Regions from separate parts of the Ovis aries genome. Here region 1 is linked to region 2. A link is a contact called in public Hi-C data. All regions are on one chromosome and are shown on one strand. Each heading gives the region's core, a stretch centred on a gene start, on an enhancer-like site or on the middle of the called end of the contact. The rest is flanking DNA. Distances are from core to core; before and after follow the strand shown. Region 1 holds the start of TWSG1 (twisted gastrulation BMP signaling modulator 1). Region 2 has its middle 23 kb from the start of NDUFV2.

Region 1 (6,346 bases), core at 1,718-4,217, 150 kb before region 2:
GAAGCCCTGGGTTAATGACTGCTGTAACAGTTACTGTTATTCTTCTCTCTTCTATTTAAAAACATCCAGAGTTTAAAAAAAGAAAAAATTAACAACCAACCAACCAGCCTCTCTAGTTAAAAGTTTTGGTTTAAAATGCAAAGGGAGGGTATGTGGAGTAAGAGATGGTGGTAACCACACCCGCAGAAAGGCCAGGCTTCCCATAATGTTAACTATTAATGAGCACCAAAACGTCACAAATCAGCACAAAATACCTCTCATCTACAAAACTCATGATCACTTCTAGTACATATGCACAAGTGCTCTCATATCAGGAGTACAGGCAAGAGTTGGCTGAGTCATACTTCATACAGAATTCAAATATACATAGTTTCAGCAGTGCACTGAATTCCTTAGCCAACAGCTAGAACAGAGGCTAATTAATACAGACACAAGACTGCTGATGGTCTAACAGGATGGGAAAAGGGAGAACAGCTATATAAGACGTGAAGTTTACCACTAATTAACAAAACTTTATGGACAGTAATAATCAGTATGCATATGGAAAGGCCATAGCCTTCGTGTTCAGACACAGGCCACGTTCCGCAGCCACTTATTAGCTCTGTGAACTAAGCCAATCGCTCAACCCCACTTTTCTCTTCAGAAAGGCTTGCCTTGATGGCCTAGAGAGATCACTGTCAAGTATCTTGAAAGCAGATTCTCCCAACACTTGCGACCTTGAGAAACCCTGGCCCCAAACCACCCAGCTCAGCTGCTCCTAGGTTCCCAACCCTTAGGAACTGTGTAAATAATAAATGTTTACTGCATTAAGCTACTCTGTTTGGGGTAACTTGTTACACAGAACAGACAATTAGTACATTATATTTAGAGAACAGTCTGTCTATGATTTGACTAGCTAAAATTTTTTTTTCTAAATATAGTAAGTGAGCCTCTTTGCTATGTAAACTCAATTGTACAACAGAACCCTTTAATTCACCTGAATAGATAGCTCATCACCTTGTAACGGCCTGTTTACAAAGCTGGGTATTATTTCCTGTACTGAACTCCTTGAGTCTGAGTTTGTTTGTGAAGTATGGGGGCAAAACCCCAGACTAGTGTTACGGTTCTTACACTGTATTACATAGACACTCTCTGTGTATTTGCATTCTGTATTTGCTATATAATAAATTTTAATATTAGTAAAAAGAGTATTCTTAGTCCTACCTGAATGAGGCATTTGCTCACATCACTGGCACAGAGTGCTTTGTTACAACTCAGTGACATAGGGACCCATGTCAGGAACACCAGAATGGGGAGAGTAAGCATAACAACAGAGAGTGACTTCATGATTCTTCAAAGACAATCAGTAACTCCCAGGAAGCTAAACAAACAAAAAAACAAAAAATTTTAATTCAAAGGCAAGTACTAAGGTAAAAGCAAATACAAAAATAAAAAACAAATAAGTAAACCAAGACTCCTTGTTTGTGTTAGGACTTCTGAGTGATCATTTATAAAGATTATTCTCAACAAAAGATTACTTACACACTCAAAAAAAGTTACAATTTTATATAGTAACATCTTGTTAGCCATCTTCAAATGTATAGAATTTTGAAATTCCTCAGACTATCCAGAAATGGTGACTGTGAAAGTTAAAGCAAATAAGTAGTTTCAATATTACACCGTTACTATTCAGCTTTAGTTTCAGGCCTACTATTCAACTTTAAGCCAGTCAAAAAACCCAAAAAACTATTAATATTGCATTATAAATTTTTAAAAACATTTAATGATATTTTAATTCCCACAATTAAAATAAAATTTAAAAATGCAAACTATTCTAGTGATTACTTATTACTACCTCATTTTGTCTCTTAACATAATTAGCTAGAATGAAGCAGCTCAACGGAAGGAGTGGGCAGTTGCTCCTGACATACTTTAGCGATTAACAAAGGGAAGAGTAAATTATTGACTGCATGAAGAATTCTGATTTATCAAAATGTGACGATATTCTTTTTACTTCTTTACCTTAACTACCACAGATTCTTCAAAATTACTGAAAAAGATGTTACAGTCCAAAACGAGAAAAAGACCAGCACAAATTCTGACGGTGGTAAAATCAACCAACACGGTCATTAAATCTTCAAAAAGGAGAAAATAAAACTTTCTAGGGTTTAAAACACACACTCAAAATGGAATCAATGAAATAAATAGGTGAGGTGAGACGGATAAAAGGTATATTTATGGGCCTTTCAGATCGCTGTAAACCTTTATCCTAAGTGTGAGGAAGAACAATAAAGCAAAGCCACAGAAGGTGGAGAGAGAACCGGGGCTCTGTGCCCGGGCGGCTCGGTTTTGGACGAGAAAGCCCGGAGACGGAGCCAAAGCGGGGCCCCTCCAGGACCGTCGGACCCACCGCCCGCTGCACTGAACCCGGAGCGGCCGACCCCGTACTCGTGGCGGCCCAAGAAGGCGTCGGAAAATGGAAGCTTCCTGAACTAGTGATCAGCCCCAACCACTGAACAGGGGGTATTTCCCCAGCTCACGGCTGTCCCCGCGCCCCTCCCCGAGCTGCCCCTAGCGGGCGTCCAGGTGAACGAGGCGCCGAGGGGCAAGCAGCCGGCTCCTCAGCTGGGAGCGGCTGCCTCCGGGACCCCGGGAACAAAGCGCCGCGGCCCGGCTGGCGGCGCTGACAGCGGCCCCGGAGGCCCGCGAGGAGCGACGCCTCGCGTCTGGCCCGTCTTGTCCCCCGCAGGCCGCCCAGGCCGCGCGGGCCCCGTCTCCTCCCGCCGCGCCGGCCCAGCCGCGGCCTCCAGACCCCGAGCAGCGCCCCCGCCCGCCCCCCGCCGCTCACCGTGCGCAGCGAGCTCGCCGGGCCCCAAGTTCCCCACGGGTCGGCCGAGCGGGCGCGCTGCGGGCTGTGGAGGGAGGCAGGCAGGCCGCGCCTCCACGCCGTCCTCCGCGCGGCGCCCGCAAACCTCCGCACCGAAAGAGGCAGAGACCGGCCAGTCTCCGCCTCACCCCCGCACCCCGCTTCCCTCCGCCCCCTCGGCTCCCGCCTGGGCAGCCGCCAGCTCCCGCCAGGAGGCGTCTCTCACTCCCCGCCGCGCTCCTGTCAGTGCGCGGCCCGGCTCCGCCCCCCGACTAGGCCCCGCCCCCGCCCGCGGGCCCAGCGCTCCTGGGGTCCCGCCCCGCTAGCGCTCCGCCCACCAGAGGCCACACCCCCGACCGGGTACACCCGCCGGGCCCACGCGCTCTGTCCTTTCTCCCTCTTCCCTGTCAACATCTCCGGCCCCTGCTCGGCAGCTTCTTGTTCCCATGGACCCTGCTATCCGGCTCTTCTTGCTCCAGGCTCGACTTGCCCTGGTCCCGGAGCTGGGACGTGATGTCCACGAGCTCCTCGAGTCCTCACGGCCATCCTGGGAGGGAGCTGGTCTCCGCCTGGTTATGGGGATGCCCAACTGATCGAGGCAACTCGCCGGTACCCAGTGCAGCTGACACCTGAGCCCAAGGTTGACGTCAGAGGGAGGACTTATTAAAAAAGCAGGTTTCTGGGGTCTGCCCTCACCTACTGAATAAGTGTCTCCAACAGCAGAGCCTTCAGTGCACTGGATGCTGCGCCCTTGGAGGGCCCCTGGCCCTGTGCTCAGCTCTGGAAGAGCGCAGGGGGCCCCGTGGTGCTGGTCCAGAGGGTGGTTGGCCAGGGAAGAGTGAAACCGTTTGGTGTCGTTCCAGGGCTCCAAAGGGCTCCGGTACACAATCCTTTACCTCTCTTCACAGAAGGCATTCAGCAGAGAGGCAAAGTGATGAATAAGAAGTGTTTTATTAGACTAGGACGCTTGTAAGGCTTACAAAAGAGTGGGCAAAGGGGTGTCACACCCCTAGGCCATAGTTTTATAATCAAAGGAAAAATGGGGAGAGGGAGAACTTCTTCATCTTTCTTGAGTAGACATCATGCTTCCATCATCAGTTCCTCCCTCAGTTTCGGCAGGGGAGTTTTGTCAAGCTAGGTCCACAAATTACTTTTTTATGTGTGCAGAGAGCATGTCCGAGGGGTCATTAACTTACTGAGCTCATTGGGCAGGATGTGGGGCTCATTCCACCAGTGTTTTATTGCTTGGGGGTCACATCCCACGCTTTTGTTGCATGGTTTTGTGTTTAAGCAAACCTGCTTTCTTGAGTAACCATTAAATTACAGGGGTCTCCCATATTTTTCTATTTACAATCCCCTAGTGGGATAGACTGGAGATAGCAATGGCAACCCATTTCAATGCTCTTGCCTGGAAAATCCCATGGACGGAGGAGCCTGGTAGGCTGCAGTCCATGGGGTCGCTAGGAGTCGGATACAACTGAGCTACTTCACTTTCACTTTCATGCATTGGAGAAGGAAATGGCAACCCACTCCAGTGTTCTTGCCTGGAGAATCCCAGGGACGGCGGAACCTGGTGGGCTGCTGTCTATGGGGTTGCACAGAGTCGGACACGACTGAAGCAACTTAGCAGCAGCAGCAGTGGGATAGACTACACCAAAGCTTTTGACTGTGTGGATCACAAGAAACTGTGGAAAATTCTTCAACAGATGGGAAAACCAGACCACCTTACTTGCCTCCTGAGAAATCTGTATGTGGGTCAAGAAGCAACAGTTAGTACTGGACATAGAACAACATACTGGTTCCAAATTGGGAAAGGAGTACATCAAAGTTGTATATTGTTACCCTGCTTATTTAACTTATATGCAGAGTACATCATGAGAAAAGCAGGACTGGATGAAGCACAAGCTTTAATCAAGATTGCTGGGAGAAATATTAATAACCTCAGATATGCAGATAACACCACCCTTATGGCAGAAAGCGATGAACTAAAGAGCCTCTTAATGAAAGTTTAAGAGAAGAGTGAAAAAGTTGGCTTAAAACACAACATTCAGAAAACCAAGATAATGATGTCTGGTCCCATCACTTCATGGCTAATAGATGGGGAAACAATGGGAACAGTGACAGACTTTATTTTCTTGGGCTCCAAAATCACTGCAGATGGTGACTGTAGCCATGAAATTAAAAGACACTTGCTCCTGAGAAGAAAAGTTATGACCCACTTAGCATATTAAAAAGCAGAGACATTACTTTGCCAACAAAGGTCCATCTAGTCAAAGCTATGGTTTTTGCAGTAGTCATGTATGGATGTGAGAGTTGGTCTATAAAGAAAGCTAAGTGCTGAAGAATTGATACTTTTGAACTGTGGTGTTGGAAAAGACTCTTGAGAGTCCCTTGGACTGCAAGGAGATCCAACCAGTCCATCCTAAAGGAAATCAACCCTGAATATTCATTGGAAGGACTGATGCTGAAGCAGAAACTCCAATACTCTGGCCACCTGACTTGAAGAATTGACCGAGTGGAAAAGACCCTGATGCTGGGAAAGATTGAAGGTGGGAGGAGAAGGGGATGACAGAAAATGAGATGGTTGGATGGCATCACTGACTCAATGAACATGAGTTTGAGTAAGCTCTGGGAGTTGGTGATGGATAGGGAAGCCTGGAGTGCTGCAGTCCATGGGGTTGCAAACAGTCAGAGACAACTGAACAACTGAACTGAGTGGGATTAACTGGGCTTCCCTGGTGCTCAGATGGTAAAGAATGTGCCTGCAATGTAGGAGATCTGGGTTCAATCCATGGGTTGGGAAGATCCCCTGGAGGAGGGCATGGCAACCCACACCAGTATTCTTGCCTGGAGAATCCCCATGGACAGAGGAGCCTGGCAGGGTACAGTCCATGGGGTCACAAAAAGTCAGACACAACTGAGCAACTAAACACAGTAGGATTAACTATTTAATCACCTACTCTGTCCCTATCGGACTGGCTAATGGGGTGGATTACATTATTGATATTAGTCCATTTTAATACAGTAAGTAAATAAGTATATATTTCAAAAACCACTTCTGAAAACTTTCTGAAAGCAATAATTAAGTGTACACAAATTTAAGGATCTTATTCTTGGCATTACTTACTGGTTAAATGATTATGATACTCCAGTGCAAAGGGCTAAACCAGCTATGAAAAAATAGTATTATAGATCAGAGGTTTACAAACTTTGTATTCTCAGGACTCTTTTATACTCTTGAAAATTATTGAGTGCTCCAAAGTTATTTTGCTTATGTGTGCTACATCTTTCAAAACTTTGAAAATTAAAACCAAGAAATTTCAGAAATATTCATTATTCCACATATTATGTACTCTCTAAAAAAAATATAATGTGAGAGGAGAATGTAAAGGCAAATAAGGTATTAGAATTAAACTAAGGATGGTTTTGACCCCAGGAACTACCTGTCTTGGGGACTCCAAGTCTTGGAATTCCCAGGATCCCCAGCTCACACTTGGAGAA
Region 2 (6,688 bases), core at 494-2,993:
TGAGCACAGGACTCCGACAAGAGGAGGCAGGAGCTGGTGTCCACCAGTTCCTTAGTGATGGTGGTTTAGATCTATGTAGACATAGGTCATAGGGTATACATGTGTGTATATGCACAGATAGTATGTGTTTTGTGTGTAATTATTATACACACAGCCATGTATTATTTCTACATTTCTAAGTGCTGTATATTGTGTATACATATAGAACATGTGGATAAGTGTATATGTATTATGGGTATATGTTTATATGTGTATAGAAGTATATGAATATATATATATATGCATATTTATGGCTTCCCTGGTAGCTCAGCTGGTAAAGAATCCACCTGCAATGCAGGAGATCTGGGTTTGATCCCTGGGTGGGGAAGATCCCCAAAGGAGGGCATGGCAATGCACTCCAGTATTCTTGCCTGGAGAATCCCCATGGACAGAGGAGCCTGGCAAGTTAGTCTATGGGTTACAAAGTTACAATGAGTAGGACACAACTGAGCGGCTAAGCACATGTGCACCCACACACACACATACACACACATATTACAGATAATTGGCACAAGAGTTCCTCTTTTTTAATTTTTTGGCTACACCAGGCAGGATCTTAGTCCCCCAACCAGGGACAGACCCTGGGCTGCCTGCACTGGAAGCATGGAGACCCAGCCACTGGACTGGACAGCCAGGGAAGTCCTCCAAGTCCCTCTTGACGACCATCTTTGTTTAGCAAAATATCTTGATTATATACTTGTGGGCTGGAAGGAAGTGAAGTCATAGCTAAACCAATGTGGATCTAAACATCCAGAGGAATTTGGGAATCAAGAGAGCAGACAGGAAGCAGATTAAAGAGAGGTGGATTTCACCAGGGCTTTCTTGGGACGGTTGTCTTGGGGGAACGCAAAGGAAAGTGGCTAATTTCATGTCTGGGTTGGTCCAAACGGAGAAAAGATGCAGACAGTGGAACTGGCCCCCAAAAGAGATGTGAGCACAGCCAGAGCAGGCTTTTGTAACTGAGGGTGAACGTGAACACAAGTCTATAAAATCTCAAGAATTAATAAGTGAATCAGGGGCAATCATGAGAACTCTCACTGACTTGGGAAGAAGGTCAAGCAAATTTTCATTAAATCTTAGAAGTTGCCAGCAGTCAACTTAAGTCTCTGGGTTCTTGAGACTTGAGAAACCCTCGCTTCATTCCAACAAGTCATCTTCCTGAGGCCGAGAGTGACAAAAGAAGACAAAAGCATGAAGACAGACAAACACACTAGGCCCACACCCGCTCCAGGGGTTGTTAACAATAGATTTTGAATTGGTAAGACTTAATGGCTCCATCCCTGAGCTGGTGCCAAACCTGAGCAGGTACAGACCTCCACACGGAATGTCCCTGATGCACACCTGTACCCACAGACCCCAGCTGCGCAGCAAGGTGGGGATGGGGCTTAAGGGGCAACCTGGGGAAGTAGGCAGCTTAGTTAGAATGGTCACGGCCCGGTGGTGGAGTCTTGTTACCTTCCCCCAGGACTCTATGCGTGCATATAGTAAACCTGCGAGGTAATTCTATCTATACTTGCAGACAGAGATGGGCACTGCTCCTCTGTGACAAACCAGAGTGCCGAGGCTTCAGCTTGCTCAGCGCCAGCAGAACAGGATTCTGGGGAAGGAATTACGGTTTCCCGTGTTGTGCTTGGTTCACTGGATACCATTGTCCTTCTCCACAAAGGGTGTTTTGTGAAATGATCACAACAGCACTTTTAGGAAGAGTTCAATGTCTATCTTGGTGAGAATGTGGGTGAATCTCCACAACGGACGGCAGAGCACCCCCGGCACAGGGAGAGGGGAGGAGTTTACACTCGCTGTGTTCCTGGCAGAGCCCGAGACCAGGCTCTTCCCCGACATCACCTGTGGTTTCTGAGAGACAGCGGCAGTGACCAGCTTCCTACGTGACAAGATGGGCACCCAGGGCAGGGGTTTATCCAAAGGCATCCTCTGGTCCACTTAAGATTTCAGCTCCTCATTCTTTCCGAAGTTAACCTCAAAAGAGAACATAAACAAGCACCGAACTCTGCTCAGTGATACAGATGTTGGAGTATTTAGTTGTGGAATGTTCTTATGCCCAAAGCTTGCTTTTCTTTTTTTGTTTTCATTAAAAAAAATGGATGTGTAGTTGTTGTACAATATTATATGTTACAGGTGTATGATAGAGTGATTCACAATTTTAAAAGTTATACTCCATCCATAGTTATTACAAAATATTGGCTATATTAACTGTGTTGTACAGTATATTCTTGTAACTTTATTTTATACATAATCGTTTGTACCTCTTAATTTTCTACCCCTATACTGCCTCTTCCCCTTTCATCTTCTCACTGGTAACCACTCGTTTGTTCTCTAAATCTGTGAATCTATCTTCTTTTTTGTTATATTCACTAGTTTTTTGTGTTTTTTAGATTCCATGTGTAAGTGATATCATACAGTATTTATCTTTTTCTGACTTATTTCACTTAATGTAATACCACTCATGTCCAGATGACTCTTAAACACTCCAGTGGACTGTCTTCCTGAGTCCCATCTCTGTAAGTGCCAGTATGAACTCCGGGCACACCACCTCACATGCTGAGAGAAACCGCTGCCCAGGTTTCTCTCTCCTACACCTCCTGCTGCCTCGTGTGCGTGACCATCCACTGTCCTGGACCAGCAGGCGCCTCTCAGGGAGTCTCCCACGGAGACTCACTTCACTCTAATCGAATCAAAGCTTTAAATGCCAACTCATCTTTAAAAAACATGCATCTGATTATATCTCTTCTCTGCTTAAAACTCATCAATGGCTTATCTCAGTGAAAGTGAAGTTGTTCAGTCGTGTCTGACTCTTTGCGACCCCATGGACTGTAGCCCGCCAGGCTCCTCCATCCATGGGATTTTCCAGCCAAGACTACTGGATCAGGTTGCCATTTCCTTCTCCAGGGGATCTTCCTGACCCAAGGATTGAACCCAAGTCTCCTGCATTGTAGGCAGACTCTTTACCATCTGAACCACCAAGGAATCCCATCTCTGTGGTTGGGATAAAATACAACATTCTTAGTGTGGGGCACATGGACCTCCCTTTGTGGCCTCTGCCCGTCTGTGGGGTTGCACAGAGTTGGACATGACTGAAGCAACTTAGCAGCAGCAGCAGCAGCAGCAGCTGGGGCCCCATAAGCCTCTGTTCTGCCAACAAGAGAAGCATCTTCCTACCCCAGGGCCTGTGTATCTTGGAACGTTCCCAACCATCCTTCCTGCTAGACCCCTACTCATTGTTTAGGTCTGAGCTTAAATAAGGCATTTTGAGAGGAACTTCCTGACATACCCCTCCGCCATCTAAGCTATGTCTCACTGTTACTTTCTCCCTTTACTTTCTCCGACAGTAGAATTAGTGATATAGTTTGTCTGTTTCTTCTGCTAGAGTTCAGACTCCCTGTGGGCAGGGAGCCCGTGTGCTGTGCTCAACCCTGTGTCTGGGGACACAGCCCTGACACAAGTCCCCAGCACCCAGAAGGGGTCAATTGACACACTTATCTGTTGAGTGAATGTTCAACTATGCCTCAGGGAGAGGCAGTTTGAAAGGTGATGGACAGAGTCCAAATCAACATGGCACCGTGAAGACCTGTGTAGCTACCCCACCTCGAGTGTGAGCATGACAGGCATTTGCAGAATCATTCCTGTCCCTCCCCTCACCCCTCAAGCCTGCACACTCCCCACTTGTAGGAAAAGGGAAAGGGAGAAAGAGCATCCAATACTATAAACACCTGCTAACAAGACTTCCTCTTCCTCATGGACTCACAGGGCGCTTTGGGCAGTCTGCAAGCCCACAGGAATGAAAAGAAAAGGGCCTGAACTCAGAATCACACGGTCAGTGCCCCCGGCTCTGTAGCCCACTAGATTAGGACCTGATATGGATGGTTTTGTATCTTAGAACCTTCATGGGCTCTGCCTATGCTGCACACCTATTAGGAGACAAAATGAGCTGAAGTAAGTGAAAGTGCTTCTTATGCCATAAACCTATGATCACCACATAGAAGTGGGATACCTGCAGATTGAATAATAGTAAGATTTTAGATATACTGATTCTGCTGTTTAACAACGAACAATGTTAATACCAGTTTTCTTAATATTATATTACGGTGAAACTAATGAAAAACTTGATATTCTTTCCACTTTATGGAAGATTTTAAATATAGATAGGAACATGATAGAAATGACTCAGATTTAGAAATATTACTTCCTATGTCAGCAATTTATGATCACCATTACCCTACACAGCACTTTAACTGTGTAAGCATTCAACTGACTTGTAACGAATAACTTTCCAGGTTATGTCACACTAAAAATCTATATTTTTTTCTCATACTATTTTTATGACAAACCAGCTTTATTTTCCTGTTTGTTAAAGTAATATGCATTCATAAAAATTCAAATGATATACAAATATAGTAAGAAGCAAGAGAAAATTATTCAATATCTTTTCTTTACCTACATCAAAAATATTGTAAAAATAGGCAAGATTTGCAAATAATTATAAATATGTCTCATAACAGGCATCACTTGATGAGAATTTTTCTCTCATACATGGGATTATTTCAAAAGACTTTCCACATTGCAAAAGCATACATTTTTGTTTAAGAGGCATTTAACTTATCAGCTATTAGTTCTTTTTGCTGATGTGTATTTGAGATCATTCTTTTTGGCTGAAAAATTAGAACTAAAATGTCCATTAGATATTTTAGTAACTTTATAATATATAGCACAACTAAGATATAGATATTGTTAGCAAAGGGAAATGGCACAAGGATCCACAGTATTCCTTTTTTTTTTCTTTTTAAATTTATTTATTTTAATTGGAGGCTAATTACTTTACAGTATTGTATTGGTTTTGCCACACATCAACATGAATCCACCATGGGTGTACATGTGTTCCCTATTCTGAACTCCCCTCCCACCTCCCTCCCCATACCATCCCTTTGGGTCATCCCAGTGCACCAACCCCAAGCATCCTATATCATGCATCGAACCTGGGCTGGCGATTCATTTCATATATGATATTATACATTTCAATGCCATTCTCTCAAATCATCCCACCCTCACCCTCTCCCACAGAGTCCAAAAGACCGTTCTATACATCTGTGTCTCTTTTGCTGTCTCGTATACAGAGTTATCATTACCATCTTTCTAAATTCCATATATATGCGTTAGTATGCTGTATTGATATTTTTCTTTCTGGCTTACTTCACTCTGTATAATAGGCTCCAGTTTCATCCACCTCATTAGAACTGATTCAAATGTGTTCTTTTTTAATGGCTGAGTAATACTCCATTGTGTATATGTACCACAGCTTTCTTATCCATTCGTCTGCTGATGGACATCTAGGTTGCTTCCATGTCCTGGCTATTATAAACAGTGCTGCGATGAACATTGGGGTACACGTGTCTCTTTCAATTCTGGTTTCCTCGGTGTATATGCCCAGCAGTGGGACTGCTGGGTCATAAGGCAGTTCTATTTTCAGTTTTTTTAAGGAATCTTCACACTGTTCTCCATAGTGGCTGTACTAGTTTGCATTCCCACCAACAGTGTAAGAGGGTTCTCTTTTCTCCACATCGTCTCCAGCATTTACTGCTTGTAGACTTTTGGATAGCAGCCATTCTGACGGGCGTGAAATGGTACCTCATTGTGGTTTTGATTTGCATTTCTCTGATAATGAGTGATGTTGAGCATCTGTATATCTTCTTTGGAGAAATGTCTGTTTAGTTCTTTGGCCCATTTTTTGATTGGGTCGTTTATTTTTCTGGAATTGAGCTACAGGAGTTGCTTGTATATTTTTGAGATTAGTTGTCAGTTGCTTCATTTGCTATTATTTTCTCCCATTCTGAAGGCTGTCTTTTCACCTTGCTTATGGTTTCTTTTGTTGTGCAGAAGGTTTTAATATTAATTAGGTCCCATTGTTTATTTTTGCTTTTATTTCTAATATTCTGGGAGGTGGGTCATAGAGGATCCTGCTGTGATTTATGTTGGAGAGTGTTTTGCCTATGTTCTCCTCTAGGAGTTTTATAGTTTCTGGTCTTAGGTTTAGATCTTTCATCCATTTTGAGTTTATTTTTGTGCATGGTGTTAGGAAGTGTTCTAGTTTCATTATTTTACAAGTGGTTGACCAGTTTTCCCAGCACCACTTGTTAAAGAGATTGTCTTTTCTCCATTGTATATTCTTGCCTCCTTTGTCAAATATAAGGTGTCCATAGGAGCATGGGTTTATCTCTGGGCTTTCTATTTTGTTCCATTGATCTATATTTCTGTCTTTGTGCCCACAGTATTTCTTAAATGTTACATTGAAGGGGCAGAATTAAAGCTTCACAGCACATGCTAACTTTGCAAATTGTTAATAAATACAGACATTATGCTGCATCTGTATTGCCACAAGGGAACAACTAAGATATTACTAATTTTAAATGCCAAGCTGTCAGCAAGAATGAAGCTGAAATCCAGGGATGTTCCAAGAAAAGGCAGAAACATGCCTGGAGCACTGAGTAAACTTTCAGGCTGAATTGATGTGACTCACTGGACAACCCTGGGTTTCTAAATTCTTTTGCAGCCTACGTGTCAGGAAGAATAAGGGCTACTCTTGTTCTGTACCGCCACCTAGTGGACAATGACACCCAGGCTCCGGCACATTGCTCGC

The links. Hi-C and Micro-C count contacts between places; a contact is called where the count stands out from the background.
Region 1: a contact with region 2 is called in a Hi-C map of hypothalamus, with 2.7 times the contacts expected there. The contact joins the promoter of TWSG1 here to the enhancer-like site in region 2. A contact is called at or near these places in 5 of 16 Hi-C or Micro-C datasets (blood, hypothalamus, liver and 2 more).

Annotation. Positions count from the first base shown.
Region 1 is chr23:42,056,374-42,062,719 of ARS-UI_Ramb_v3.0, reverse strand. It overlaps TWSG1 (twisted gastrulation BMP signaling modulator 1), which reads right to left and starts at 2,967. Exons shown (of 5, transcript XM_015103656.3): 1 at 2,828-2,967; 2 at 1,204-1,360. The coding sequence starts at 1,326.
Region 2 is chr23:41,902,831-41,909,518 of ARS-UI_Ramb_v3.0, reverse strand. No RefSeq gene overlaps it. Among named protein-coding and RNA genes, the nearest start is that of NDUFV2, 23 kb to the left of the region's middle. Within about 2 kb of position 1,743, at least 9 of the 54 cell types and tissues checked have an H3K27ac peak or open chromatin away from gene starts, as enhancers often do. A contact at or near this core is called in hypothalamus, where this site is marked.